Regions from separate parts of the Hordeum vulgare genome. Here region 1 is linked to region 2. A link is a contact called in public Hi-C data. All regions are on one chromosome and are shown on one strand. Each heading gives the region's core, a stretch centred on a gene start, on an enhancer-like site or on the middle of the called end of the contact. The rest is flanking DNA. Distances are from core to core; before and after follow the strand shown.

Evidence for each region. A called contact is a pair of places that touch in the nucleus more often than the background predicts.
Region 1: a contact with region 2 is called in a Hi-C map of seedling, with 2.3 times the contacts expected there. The contact joins the promoter of LOC123407244 here to the promoter of LOC123413649 in region 2. A contact is called at or near these places in 1 of 6 Hi-C or Micro-C datasets (seedling) and 1 of 1 datasets of contacts at active chromatin or transcription factors (embryo).

Annotation. Positions count from the first base shown.
Region 1 is chr7H:225,844,877-225,851,754 of MorexV3_pseudomolecules_assembly, forward strand. It overlaps LOC123407244 (hydroxymethylglutaryl-CoA synthase), which reads left to right and starts at 1,882. Exons shown (of 11, transcript XM_045100335.1): 1 at 1,882-2,091; 2 at 2,629-2,735; 3 at 2,900-3,032; 4 at 3,177-3,320; 5 at 3,425-3,583; 6 at 3,716-3,789; 7 at 3,882-3,957; 8 at 4,080-4,135; 9 at 4,330-4,417; 10 at 4,508-4,648; 11 at 5,492-5,960. The coding sequence starts at 2,026. The coding sequence ends at 5,707.
Region 2 is chr7H:225,671,610-225,678,908 of MorexV3_pseudomolecules_assembly, forward strand. It overlaps LOC123413649, which reads right to left and starts at 5,829. Exons shown (of 3, transcript XR_006613788.1): 1 at 5,128-5,829; 2 at 3,035-4,929; 3 at 2,258-2,522.

The DNA of each region.
Region 1 (6,878 bases), core at 632-3,131, 170 kb after region 2:
TAGTTTTTAGCTGTAACGCGATAGCAGTAGCACTTGGACCAGCGCTACTGCTACTCATATATCCATCGCTATTAGTAGGATTTTCTCTAGTAGTGCCTCGTTGCGACGAATCTTTTATGTGAAAACGGTTTTTCATCAAAACGCTGGCTTGAACTACAAAACATTGTAAATTTTAATTTTTAATAAAATCTTTGCTGACATCATCATTTTTGTTTTATATGCATGCATGCATCTTTTAAAGTATGCTTCACGGTATTTTTCTAATAAAATAGTACAAAATTAGCAAATAAAAGAAAATAATCTAGATGTTTAGTGCCTAGTGCAGAATTAGTTAGCATGATTAGTGAAGAATGCATCGTTTGCTCGGACCTATTGCAATATTCCGATTGTTCGGAAGTTAGCAAGGACCTATATAAAAAGCTGCAGAAAAGGTTTTAAAAGGGCAGTACTGGGCGCCGGCGCACCGGCGCTCCAGCTTAGGCCGGTCCATCCTGCATCATTTAATTGGAGTTGTTGTAACCATTGGATCTGCGTTGCCCGTTTGGTAAAAAATAAACAACCCCACACCGCGCATGCATAGAAGAAGTCAACGACGAGATATGAGGCGGCCGCAGCTAGCCAACTTCCGTCAATGGTGGACTCCGCGCTTGCCGCTGCCGTCGCTCACAGCATCGCGCGTCTACGACCCTTGCAACTTGCAGCAGACGAGCGACCACGGCGAGCTATGATTGTGCGCAGCCCCGGCGAGCGGCAACGACCATCGGCCCCGGCGAACGGTGCCCATCCCCGACGAGGATGCCATTAACCCGGTCCCGCGCGCACAGCCACCTCTTTTCCTAGCTTCGACGGACGAGCTGCATAACTGCGACGGCGAGGCACACCCACGATATAGGATGCTGGAACTAACATCGATTTTTGCTACATGCTTCAACCGGCATCACAATTTGCTACAACCGGCATCGCTATTTGCTGCAACTAGTGTTGCATTTTGCTACATCGCACATGGCTTTGCGATTTTTGCTACAACCGACAATGAAAAAAGCTACATCCGGTGACATGATTTGCTGCAACGGCCACGACGAAGTTTTTGGTGGCAACGGTGACGTTGTGATTTTTGCTGCAACCTTGTCGGTCCTTCGTTGTAGCTTTTTTCATCAACGGTTGTAGCATTTTATGTCAACGGTTGCAACATTCTGTCATGACAATGACCGCTTGCAGCTTCTTATATGTCTGGTTGCAACTTTTTTCATCAACGGTTGTAGCATTTTATGTCAACGGTTGCAGCATTCCGCCATGGCACGCTTGCAGCTTTTCATATGCGTGGTTATAGCAATTCGGCATGTCGGTGGTAGCATCATGGGTCGCCGGTTACAGCACATCGTCGGTCGACGGGACCATGTCTTTAGCATAGAAGTATCACTTAGTTCGCGTGTAGTATGATTCCAGCATATGCCGCAGCGGGTCACAGCTTCACGAGTGAACGGTTTGAGCAAGCAGTCCCCGAGCTTCGGTAGGGAGAGAGGAGAGAGGAGGTGTACACTCGCTGAAGGAGACGAGAAGAGGGGTGGCAAGCCGACCACCAACGATGTGGCATGATAACGGTTGCAGGGGGAAAGAAAGTGGGGAAGAAGGGGAAGGACGTGTGCGTGACGGAGGAAGAAACGAGGACCGCCAGATATGATGGGATCCAACGACGCTCGCGAGCGAATCGTTTCCCTTTAAAATACTGCCGAGCCTTTTTGTTTTTTGAGAGGTAAATACTGTCGTGCCTATATGGTCCAGGCCAGCTGGCCCAAGCAGGCCGTCGCAGCAGCCCACAAATCGGCAGGACCGGTTCAGGGATGCAGACAACGAATCTGGGAATCTCGTATATTATCCCCGACGTGCTCCGCGTCCCCGGCGCTGCCAAAGTCACACGAACTCTCTCACGTCACACACGCCTCCTCCTCCTCCTCCTCCTCCTGCGAGCCAGCCCAGCCACTGGGAGCGCCCGCGGAAGCACAGAGCGGGAGGAGGGATCGCGAGATGGACTGCAAGGATGTCGGGATCCTCGCCATGGACATGTACTTCCCTCCCACCTGCGTCCAGCAGGTGAACTTCTCCACCAGAGCTGCTGTTCCCGCCGCCCCCGCTCGATTTGTCGCCGTCGTGCCACGCTGCGTGCTGCGAACGTGGCTGATCTGTGGCTCCGAGCATCTCCGCGTCGAGATCACGGACGATTTGGTATTTTGGGCGGGGAATTGCCGCGGGGGTTTTAGCCAGGCGTGCGGGATTTCGGGTTTACGGAGTACTAGACTACTAGTTGAGATCGCCACGATGAAATTGTTTCCGGAAAATGAAACCTTGGTTCGGAGGTGCCATCTCCGTGCGGATTTGTGGATCACGGGTGGTGAAGTGATTTGTTTACTCAAGGAATATTTGAATTATTATTAGTTTCACTCTGATATACCGGCTGTCAGATGCTGCATATGCCTGGTGCTGTATTTCGTCTCCCACAGAGCGAGCATATGGTGATCTGATGTGGCTTTGGAGCGGCTGTGCCCAATTAATACATGGATAATTTGCTGTGTCGGTTCAATGCTGCTGGAGTAAGAGTTGAATGCTGATGCGTTGAAGTACTGGTTGCAGGAAGCGCTGGAGGTTCATGACGGGGCCAGCAAGGGGAAGTACACAATTGGTCTTGGGCAAGACTGCATGGCCTTCTGCAGCGAGGTAGAAGATGTCATCTCGATGAGGTATATTTTGTCACACCGGAAAATTACTCCCTTGTCCTACCTTCTTTTGCTGGGATTGAACTTCTTGATGAGTAGAATTTACTAATCAATTATATCAAATACTTATATATTTAGTGCAATACTCTATTCGGTACGTGAATGCTCAAGTTGGAAAGTTATTTCAGTTTGACAGTTGTCAAATCCCTGCTGGAAAAGTACCACATAGATCCAAAGCTAATTGGCCGCCTGGAGGTCGGTAGCGAGACAGTGATAGACAAAAGTAAATCCATCAAAACGTGGCTGATGCAAATTTTTGAGGTAAATCATGGAATTAGGATCCAACATATATTCCCTCTAACCTGAATCTTGGTGAACTCGCAGTTTCCACTTCATTTAGTTGTTTGTTAGTTCAGTTTCAGTCTCACTCAATGTTGCAATTGTTGACATTTGTCACAAATACAGGAAAGTGGTAATACTGACATTGAGGGAGTTGACTCGAGTAACGCATGTTATGGTGGGACAGCTGCCCTGTTGAACTGTGTGAATTGGGTCGAAAGTCGATGCTGGGATGGACGCTACGGCCTTGTGGTCTGCACAGATAGCGCGGTTAGTCACCCGATATCAACATCTAATTTCTGCACCAAGTCGATTCAGTTTCTCTCCCTTTTTTCTCTGTGCAGCACTCATTTTATGTCCCATATTATGTTCAGGTTTATGCAGAGGGACCAGCTCGGCCTACGGGTGGAGCTGCTGCAATTGCTATGCTTATTGGTCCAAATGCACCTATTTCTTTTGAAAGTAAATATAGAGCTTCTCACATGGCTCATGTTTACGATTTCTATAAGCCTGATCTTGCAAGTGAATACCCGGTTAGGATTCTATGACTTATTTTTGTTTGTTTGTTATAGGCATGTAAACAAAAAATTTCTCAACTAGATATAATTTTGGTCTCTTTCATAGTATTATATCGTCTGCACACTTCTGTTCCGTGATTATTATAGGTTGTTGATGGGAAACTATCTCAAACGTGCTACCTTATGGCTCTGGATTCGTGCTATAGACAGTATTGTGCCAAGTGAGTTCACTGCCATAATTTACCCACTCAACTGCAGTACTAGCATCTTGTTCTTCTCAAGCAATAACATCACACTATGATCATGAAATCAGGTATGAGAAGCTAGTGGGAGAACAATTCTCGATTTCTGACGCAGATTATTGTGTGTTTCATTCTCCATATAATAAGGTATGACTGCTGCACGCTGCCATGGAGATGTATACGATTTTGCAATCTGTTAATTTTGCCAATTCTGTTCTCTGACCTCTTGGAAATACAGACATAAACTCCTTACTTTTTTACTATCACAGCTTGTACAGAAGAGTTTTGCTCGACTTTACTTTAACGATTTCATGCGCAATTGCAGGTCTGTGCTTCCTCTTTTTAAATACATGCTCCTTTTGCTTCTTACAAACTAAGCTTTTAATCTGTGGACCAAATAATATTCTGAACTTCTGAAAGACCTCCACCCTTTGTCTGGTTATACGATACCCATTCGACACTCTTAGTCTTGGCCCCTAGATGAAGGCACTTATTTGTTTTTGTTTTCTTTGATGTCAGTTCGGTTGATAATGATGCTAAAGAAAAGCTTCAGCCTTTTGCAAACCTGACTAGTGAAGAAAGCTACCAAAGTCGTGACTTGGAAAAGGTTGTTCCTCGTTAGGTGGATAATAGTTCTTACGATGCTTAATTTCTTCGCTGATGTATGTAAGCACTAAGTCTTCTACTGAACTTTCAGGGCTCTCAACAACTGGCAAAGCATTTGTATGACATCAAAGTTCAACCGTCAACGTTGCTTCCAAAACAAATTGGTAACATGTATACTGCATCTCTGTATGCTGCATTGGCATCTGTAATCTACAACAAGCATGCTAGTCTGGTGAGGTTTTGGTTTTATGCGTCTATCGTATATTTGTATGCCTTTGTATCTCCTGTTCGTTCCTTGTAGTTAACTTCCATTCTTATGCAGAATGGCCAAAGAATTGTCATGTTTTCTTACGGCAGTGGCTTGACATCCACTATGTTTTCATTCAAACTAAATGAGGGTCAGCATCCCTTTAGTTTAACAAATATTGCTTCTGTTCTTGATGTGGCGGCAAAGCTTGAGTCAAGACATGTGGTATGGTCTTCCATTCTCACAACCCTCAGCCAGTCTGTTGCAGATAGAAAGCGGATCTTGTCATAATTTTACAGCCATGCATCAAATTAGATTAGAAGTACAAATTTGTCATACCAATGGTTTGCCATACATGGCTTTGAAATTTGTTACAAGTATTTTGGAGATGAACTCTTTGAGGTTTTATACCAAATTATAGCTTATCAAAGAGAAGGAATCGTAGTGTATTTGTATTTCATACTATGGACAAGTTTGCACACGAAACTGGATTCTGTATGTGATTACTCAGAAAACTTGCCCCGGTCACTATGACAATATGAGCTTTATTCATCAAGGAAATCAGAGTGTAGTGACTTTGCTAAACTTATTCTATGCAAATTTGGTATTTATTTAGTTCTACAATTGTATTAGAGAACAGCCTTTCTTGAAGATAGCTACTACATACCATTAATTGATTTACCACTGTACATAGTAGATTCAACTGCTGTTTGTATTAGATTATAAGTTGCTAGGATCTGAATGGCAACAACCGTTTGCCCTTTAGAAGGCTTTCCCCTCTTTTAATTTCGCCAGAGCAAGCTGATATGCTCCTTTACATGTTTTCAGACTTCACCTGAGAAGTTCATCGACACACTGAAGCTGATGGAGCACCGATATGGAGCAAAAGATTTTGAAACAAGCAAAGACATAAGCTTGTTGCCACCAGGAACGTTCTACCTTACAAAAGTTGATTCAATGTACAGGAGGTTCTATGAAAAGAAAACCGATGGCATTGTTGACGGCAAAATCAAGTGCAGCAATGGCATTGCAAATGGTCACTAGTGGCATATCATCAGATACTATTAGTCCGCATTGCATTTTATTAGCCATCATCCTTACACTTTGTTGTATTTATCTCTAGAATTCCCAGTCTAGCTAAGTTTCAAATAACCCATTATTCTCTAAAGTTGTTTTCCCCACACTCTTCAGCTTATTTTTTCATTGTTGAGCTGAACTGAAACCTTCGTGTAGTACCTCATTCTTGTTTTCCTCTAGCTCGCTACCTTTGATTTAATTATTTTGTTGCTTGTGACCACTTACTGTTCTGTGATATTATCAGCGAATTGTGGCAGTAGGCATTGAGCACAATTGTATCCTGTGTTGAACTGAGCACTTGTATTCTATGCGTAAGAGCAATACTAGCAGAGTCACAATATGAGCAGTGGCCATAATGCATATGGAGCGTGCTCTATATGGATTTGGAGGCTGTGGCGGCTGTGCGCAGAAGTAACGTAATGTGGCCTCCATATCTTTTATTTTCCTTTCCCATTTGTTGCTGCATTAACTTAATAATCACACTCAATTTGAATGACTAAAACACCAATATACTATAACACTAATCTCCCTAGAATTGAAGCCTCACATTTAATTGAGGTCTTCAATTGACATCGTGACACCCGATTTTGATCTAGTCAATAATTTCTTAAAGCTCTTTTATTTAATTATTTTGTTTATACCTGAGGTCTTCAAAACTTCAATTAAAATTGGATCATCCGATTTTGACCGGGTCAACAATTTCTCAAAACTCTCGTTCAATTCTTTAGACAAATACATTATGCTTCCTAATGGGTTTGATTTACAATTTTGACCGAACTAACAGTTTTCAAATTAATCAAAAACAACCGCGGTATAAAAACATATCAATCACGTCCATGCAGCCGTCGACGTAGAATTTTTTCCACATATATAAAGTTAGTTAGCATATAATACAGAATCACACCACGAAATGTCCATCAAATACCAAACTATAAATACAAATAAAACACACTATGTCATCTCCCCCATAGATCAAATGAAATATTCCATTAGTTTCAAAATATATGGGGTATTAGTTTTTTGGAAAGTCAAATTATTCAATTTTGATCAAGTTAAGAGCAAAAATATTGACATCCACAATATTAAATAAAAAAATGATAATTCATTTAACGATGAATTAGTCATAACAATTTGATAT
Region 2 (7,299 bases), core at 4,579-7,078:
TCTGGGAATCCAAGCTAACTCATAAACTTCAAACCTAGTGAGGTAAGGGAAGTTTGTATGTCCACGTGGTCTGTAGTGAAATCATTAGCGTGTCCTTCTATTGGTTAGTAAATAGTGAAATGATTATATATACTTCTATTGCAGGTCGAAATTGCAAAACAATTATGTTTTGTAGATAAACTCATGAGGTGCTCTCTGGCTATTTATGTTGTTATGTGCGCAATTGAAGGTTTTGTCATGTAGACAAACTCATAACGTGCTCTTTGGTTGAAATCTTTATTGCTTGATGTATGATGTTGTAGTGACTAGTGATAATTTTCACTGCTTGATCTGTATGGTTTGATGTATGATGAGGCTAGTGATAATTTTGCTTAAAATTTGTAAACTGCACCTTGTGTTAGCATGGTGTTTGTCTATACAACTTCGTATTGTACAAGAGCTTCTTGTGTTCACTATTGAAGAGTAAACAAAGATAGCTGAAAGTAGCAGTTCCCTAGGAAAACAAGTTACATGACCACATAGCTCTTTCTTGTGTTCAAGAAATAAAAATTACAGTTTCAATTATGCGTCTTAAACCACCCTCCATGTTAATCTTGTGTGAGGTATTATCTTACAAAGAGTCAAACATCAACAGATGACAGATGCATGTGAAACCTATAGTGAACTGGACTTCCCTTTGCCTTTTCTTCATCATCATTGTCAAAAGGCCGCTAGTACTTAGCTTCTTATAGTTATAACTAGATGAGTGTAGGAGACAAGATAGCTACAACTAAACCATTTGTTTATGCTTTCTGTTACGCAACTCTACATGAATTATTTTCAGATTCACAACATAACATAAATTTTCAATACACAAGAATGTTTTTTCACCTCGTGATATAAATCATGTGAAGATAGTCATGAAATGTTTCAATCATCCAATTATTTCTCAAAACTTGGGGTCGCATCTCCTTGCCGACTTTTGTTATTCTTAGTTTCACATTTCCGTAAGGATGCCAAGTTTACAGGCCTGCAAATCAAACTTATTCACCTCAAAGTTAGATGACTGTTTATTAATTCGGTTTCTATGTTTCATGTCTGATGCTCTTTACTCTCAAGTTGAACAGGTAGTATAGTAGTACTCACTGAGAAGGAAATTTCACTAGCTTGCATGTATATTAATTGTATGTTTTTTGTCTTTCCAGTTGTTGTCAGCTTGTCTAGGGAAAACAAGAGGACCAAGAAGGAACCATGAAGCTGTCACTTTGCGTCGGCTAGATATCTTCTAAAATGGAGCAATAGCAATGCATCTTGTAGCTACCATTTTGTAAAGGATATCTTGTGTAACGGAACAAGCATTGAATTATCGGACATGCATCTATTATTTTATAAATCTATCGGCTATTTCGGTCACTAAGACAAATATTTCCACTTATTTATTTACCTCTATTGTGAGAACTATTAGTGTTATTTTGTTTGCTTCAGGTTTAATATTTCAGAGTACGTGAAATTTATTGCAACTTGTTAGATAATTATGAGATATGTAACCTGATTGATATTGTTTTGATAAGATAATATGATAAATACCAATGGAGTGCAGACGAACTGTCAGCTGGCAAAAGGAAGCATCGTCATACTGTTGGTTGGGAAAGGTTCATGCTAGGACCAATGGAAAGTTGATCGCCAAAGATATTACCATCAAATTGTTGGTCGGGAAAGCTTCAACAACAGCGTCAGGTGAAAATCGGTCGGCAAAGGTGTTGCCGTCAAACAGTCGGTCAGGAAAGATTCAACTGCAAGTCGGTCGGGAAAGATCCCTACCTGTGCCATCAGAAAATCGGTTGGCAATGCTCTTCAGAGGCGTCAAACAATCGGTCGGCAAAGATATGTCGGTCGGGAAAAAGGCTTTCCCGTCTGGATTTACCCCAACAGACGCTTTCGATCGGCAATATTCTTTGCCGACATTATTCTTTTCGGCAATATTCTTTCCCGACCGACTGTATGTCAGCAAAGGCGGTTTTCCCGACCAACCTATTTGTTGGAAATGCAGTGTCGTGGAGTAGTGGGCGGATCACCAGTGACTGAAAAATAAGGTCGCAATTTTACTAGCCCTGTCCAAATCAAGCACCTAAATGGCCCAGGCCCAACAAATTTTGTGCTGCGTTCATAAACCAATATTTGATATTTCAGCCCATTACTATTTTTTATCTCCGTCAAGGTCTTGTTATTGCACAGTTTTGGTACACAAGGCATTGTAGATAATTCCAACGAAAGAACATTATGATAAGTAGTTCCGTTCATTTAAGCACATCATGGCACATACTTTACAAACATGCATCACATAAAATAATTCAACCTTCAACTCCACTACAAATCCAACAAGTGTTGGTACTATATGACCAATACAACCACTGTGGCTTCAATGGAACACATTAAAGAACATAAAATTAAATTGTTCACATGTAACAGCAAATTGAGAAACCATAGCATCGTCTGTCTTCCACTTTCCACTTCTTCTGAGTAGCCAATTCTGGATTGAGGAACTTCCTCGCGTTAAAAGGATCACAAATGAGAAGAACATACAGACCAGAAGGTTGTGGTTTACATGCCTATTATCAAATAAAGAAATGTCATTTCATGTGGTTAAATACTATTCAATACGGTTTGATTCACATACCGATGCAATAAATATCGCTATACTCTGTAAGAATATTCTCAGGAAAATGAAGCCATGTGCAGTTAGTTTAACCAATGTTGTGTTCTGAAAAAATGACGGTAACTAAGACAGGCGTACAAGCTAAGGAATAGCAAGCAACAGCTAAAAGCATTGCCTTCCATTTATTTGCAGTAATAAAATCATCATATGTTCACAATTCGGATAAGGAAAGATAATTTGCAGCTCCCCACTGTTGCTGGCCCCACTAGACACAGACTCCAGCATAACGACACATTTGAAATCTCTCTTCGACATAAATAAATGAGAGCATAGTGCAAAGTCACAACATATTATACAAACCAAGCTAGACCTAGGGTTTGTGGTGAGTGGCGTAAATACCTGCACATGGAGGCTGGAGTAGTTGAAGTTGGTGTACTTGGTACATAAATAAAATGAGTTGCCAAGGGGCAGGTGATGATGGAAGGACGCCACCACCCAGCGCTTACAATAATTTGACCATGAGCGACCAATCAGGCAACATACATATAATAACATGTAAATATGCATAATGCGCAAACACACAACATTCCAATTAAGCAGTTGCAGAGCACAAGTAAAATTAATGATAGTAATTTTAGCTCATGGCCAATTCTAGAAATTATAGTTAATCATTTCCTGCTAACACTAGAGACCATGCCAATAACAAGTAGCAAGTTTGTGAACAGTACAGTGCCTAAATCGTAAATAATAGCCTACACAAACCCAACCATAGCATCATTATAAGTCATGTATAAATAGGAGCACTAAACAGTAGACATGGTTAGGAGAAGCATTGCAACCATGGGGATATTAGGACCAACATATACTCAACAACAAACTGAGCACAGCCATAGCACACACAAGAGTTGTTAAACATCCATGTGATTTCGGCCTCTTGGGGCATGACCCGCTCCGGCATCCATGTGATTTCCAAATTAAGCTAACTTAAATATGGCATGATGTTGTACACTCAAATAGTGCAATAAATTAATAACATAAGTATAATGTAGCCAGGTATGTTGCACAGGATAACATATTAAGTGTGTATGCACGCAATTGATAAATTGCACGTGTATAATTTGGCCATATGTAATTAAGAATGTTTATCGATAATAGGCAAAGATTTTCTATCCTTTTTATGTCCGCGTATATCTCTTTTGTTCTAAATAAACATGTGTCCATCTATATCTAAAGTGATTTAGATTATTTATTTGTATAGGAAAAATTAAGTTTTTGAGTTTCCTTTTAACCAAAATGAAATGACATCTATTTAGAAGTCAAGGCTCATTAATAAGTATATAAAATATAACTTGTGGACTCAGCATCAAAACATGTACCATTTTGTTCTTCAAAAGAAGAAAAGGAATGGCATGCATACTTTGCTAAAAAGCATGTGTACTTTTCTAAAAATGCATGGATGACTGTATTAATTCCTGTTCAGGCCTTTGTTGAAAATGAAATGAGTTTTTTTTCAAAGAGCTGTTATTGCAAGGAATGAATTTTTGAATGCATTGAAGATGAAAAAAACTGACAAAAGATCCGAAGTTATGCCCAGACTTCAGATAGAGAATTGGAACCCACATTAACAAATGTGATTCTTAATGGGGTGAAAGCCTAGTTTTTGATGACCATCAGAAAATTAGACACACTCGCTAGAAGTGTTCCGACCTTGTATAAAGCGGGGTGAAAGTCTAGAAGTAGGGTACTCATAATTTATCGGTTCCGACAGGGTGAAAATCTGGAAGTAAATTAGAGTGTAATCTCTCAGACCATTTCACAATTCAGAGAATTGCCTCTGGATTTTAACCCCAGGAATCACTAAACATGTACTAAGCCAAACTAATTCTTCACCATAACCAAGAATTCAATAAATAGTCTGACTGTACTGGACAAATATGTCGGCTAATGTACTTTCATCGCTACCAGCTGGCCAACACGTAACCAACATGTATCAATTTCTTTTCCAGATGTTTTGGCAAATTGACAAGGGCATGTTGTGCTGCAAGCTACTAGTATCGCGACCCTCCGAGAGAAAGAAAGAAAAACTGAATCATGGCATGACAATAATGTAAGAAAACAATCATGCAGAACAAAATATGAATCTTGGCATGACAATAATGCAAGAAAACAATCAGGAAGGCCAGTGGGGGAGAAGATGTGTGGATATACCTTGCCAACAATGATGAGCCAGCAGCCATCCTTGGAGTTGTATTTAGACACCTCCTCCAGGATCAGCGCCTCATCTCTCTTGCTCCCTGAAAACATAAACTCATTAAGCTATGAACACCTCGTACATGCATGGAGGCAACGCAACTCACAAGTATGGACAAGCAACACTTGTATCCGAAATAGAACATCAAATTTATACAACAAGGAATGTAGGGGAACCTAAAACAAGTTATAATTGGACCAATGTAGCAAGCAAAAGTGGAAGGCGGGAAGGACAGAGGTACCTCGATTCAGGAGGGGAATAAAAGTAGGACGGCGGCGATGATGGCGAAGATGTGCACGGTGGAGGGAGAAGCAGCGGCTGGTCTTTGTTGAACATGCAGGTCCGGTGGCAGTAGGGGTAACTAGTGGCATCCGTGGAGAAGCCGCGCCAAGCTGCAGGAGAGGCAGCTCGGACGACATCTAGTTCATGATGGGAGATGCAAATCGGTGGAAGATTTCCACGCACTCGGAGGTGGGAGGGGGAGATCTGGACGGAGTGCTTCACGGGCGAGGCGGATCTCAAACCACCGGCCAGAGGAGAGGAGGGACTCCGGTGGCCGAAGATCAGGCGGGTGGCGGCGGCAGCGTCGATGGAGAAAACCTAGGAGTTGGTGGAGGGTGGGTGTTGGGCTCTCTAAGATCTGTGAGGCTCCGCAATGAAATGTCGGTGGTGGAGACTAGGTCGCGCCCCGAACCCTAGCCGCGGGGGATGGTTGAGCGCGAGCGTTGGAGGTAGGGAGGGGCGGATATGGATGGAGGGATCAACGGAGCGGTACTAGGTGAGCTTCGCAGGATGCTGCGCGCAGGCCATGGCTGTCGAAGCTCGTCGGAATAAGGTCGTCGGAGGCGGCGGCTAACCCTAGGGCGTGGGAGCGCAGAGAGAAGATGCGGGTGCGGGGGAGAGTGCAATGGGAGGAGGTAGGGTTTGGGTAGTTGGTTGCGGGTGGGTTTTTTTTCATTTTTTCTGTATATATTGTAGATGGTTGGATGGATGTCAAATGAAGAGATGGATGAATGGATGGACGCCACCTCACCGATCCGTGTGATAACTAATTCCATCAATTAGAAAAGAGCACATGTAATTGTGTTTTTCTTTTTTTGTTCTTCTATTTTTTCACATGAAAAATTCAAAAACATATTTTTTATTCTACAGAGGGGTTCATATTGTAATGGCAAGCAATGTTTTCAAAGGGAGTTCTCATTTTCTTTGCATGAAAATTTCGTTTTTCCTTTTTCGAGTGTTCAAAATGAGTTTTTTTGTGAAGGACCTATCATATATTTTTTGCAAATTTGGTCCAAATCAATTTTCTAAAATACTAGGTCACATTAATGTCCAATTGAACAAATTGTTGGGTGCCAAAATCTTCCGGTCGACCTCTAGTGAAAAAGACAAATTTCCACTCATTCAGCTCGAAGCGGGTCAAATTTGAAATACAACTGCCTTATAGTTTGCTCATGATTTTTTGCAAAAAAACATTTCAAGGTACAAAAGTATCTATTTAATCGGAGAACAAAAAGTTTTCCAAGATTCAACCACTAGTTAGGAACAGACATCGAGGACCTACAATACGGGTATAAATAGAGTTACACATGCCGGTGACCATTTTGTGTAATGGGATTATGACCTTCTTGATAGGGATGGTCAAAATTTTATAGGGTTTGGACCCTCTTAGACACCTCATGACGTTTTCGTAAATTATAGTCATAGATCTATGACCAATTCAACTGTGGTCGTTATTTTTTGTCATGAACAAGTTTATTTCTTGTAGTGCTTGTGAAGTTTAAGACTTAGGAATTTTAATATTACACCTCTTCTAGCTCAAAAAAATTAGGATCATGCGGGTATTTTGAAATCTATATGATTCGAGTGTGATGGAATTCTGATTTGATGCCTCCTGTCTGAATTGATTTCTTCCGGGGAGTTGAGCTCCAAGGGGTTTTCGACACATCGTTATCATTCAGCTTACTTAGTATCTCAAGAAGCAGACCTTGAAACGCAACTATACTTTGCATGGTGGCAAATAATTCCGTGACTTTTCCCCAGTACTGGTGGAGATAGATCGGATGATCTACCTGGTTTGGTATCGTCTTTGTTTTGAAAGTCTGGGGTGGATGATTTTGCGGAACTTCTCGGATATGTGTTGATAGTTGCAGGAAAGGTGTAGCTGATTACATTGAGTAGGTTCCCCGACCCACAACATGATAGCATAACAAATAAAGATATCTGAAATTCTCACGTGGGGATTGAAGTAGTCACCTGGAAAAATCTTTCATCGGATGTATGTTGGGACATACATTTGTTCCAAGCAATTCTAGCTCAAACTGGACAATTGCAAGCGGCTTTCAATCATATGTTGTCGTCACTAATTTCATGGAAGCATTCTTACTAATTCTAGTTTGAATGCAAATTTCTA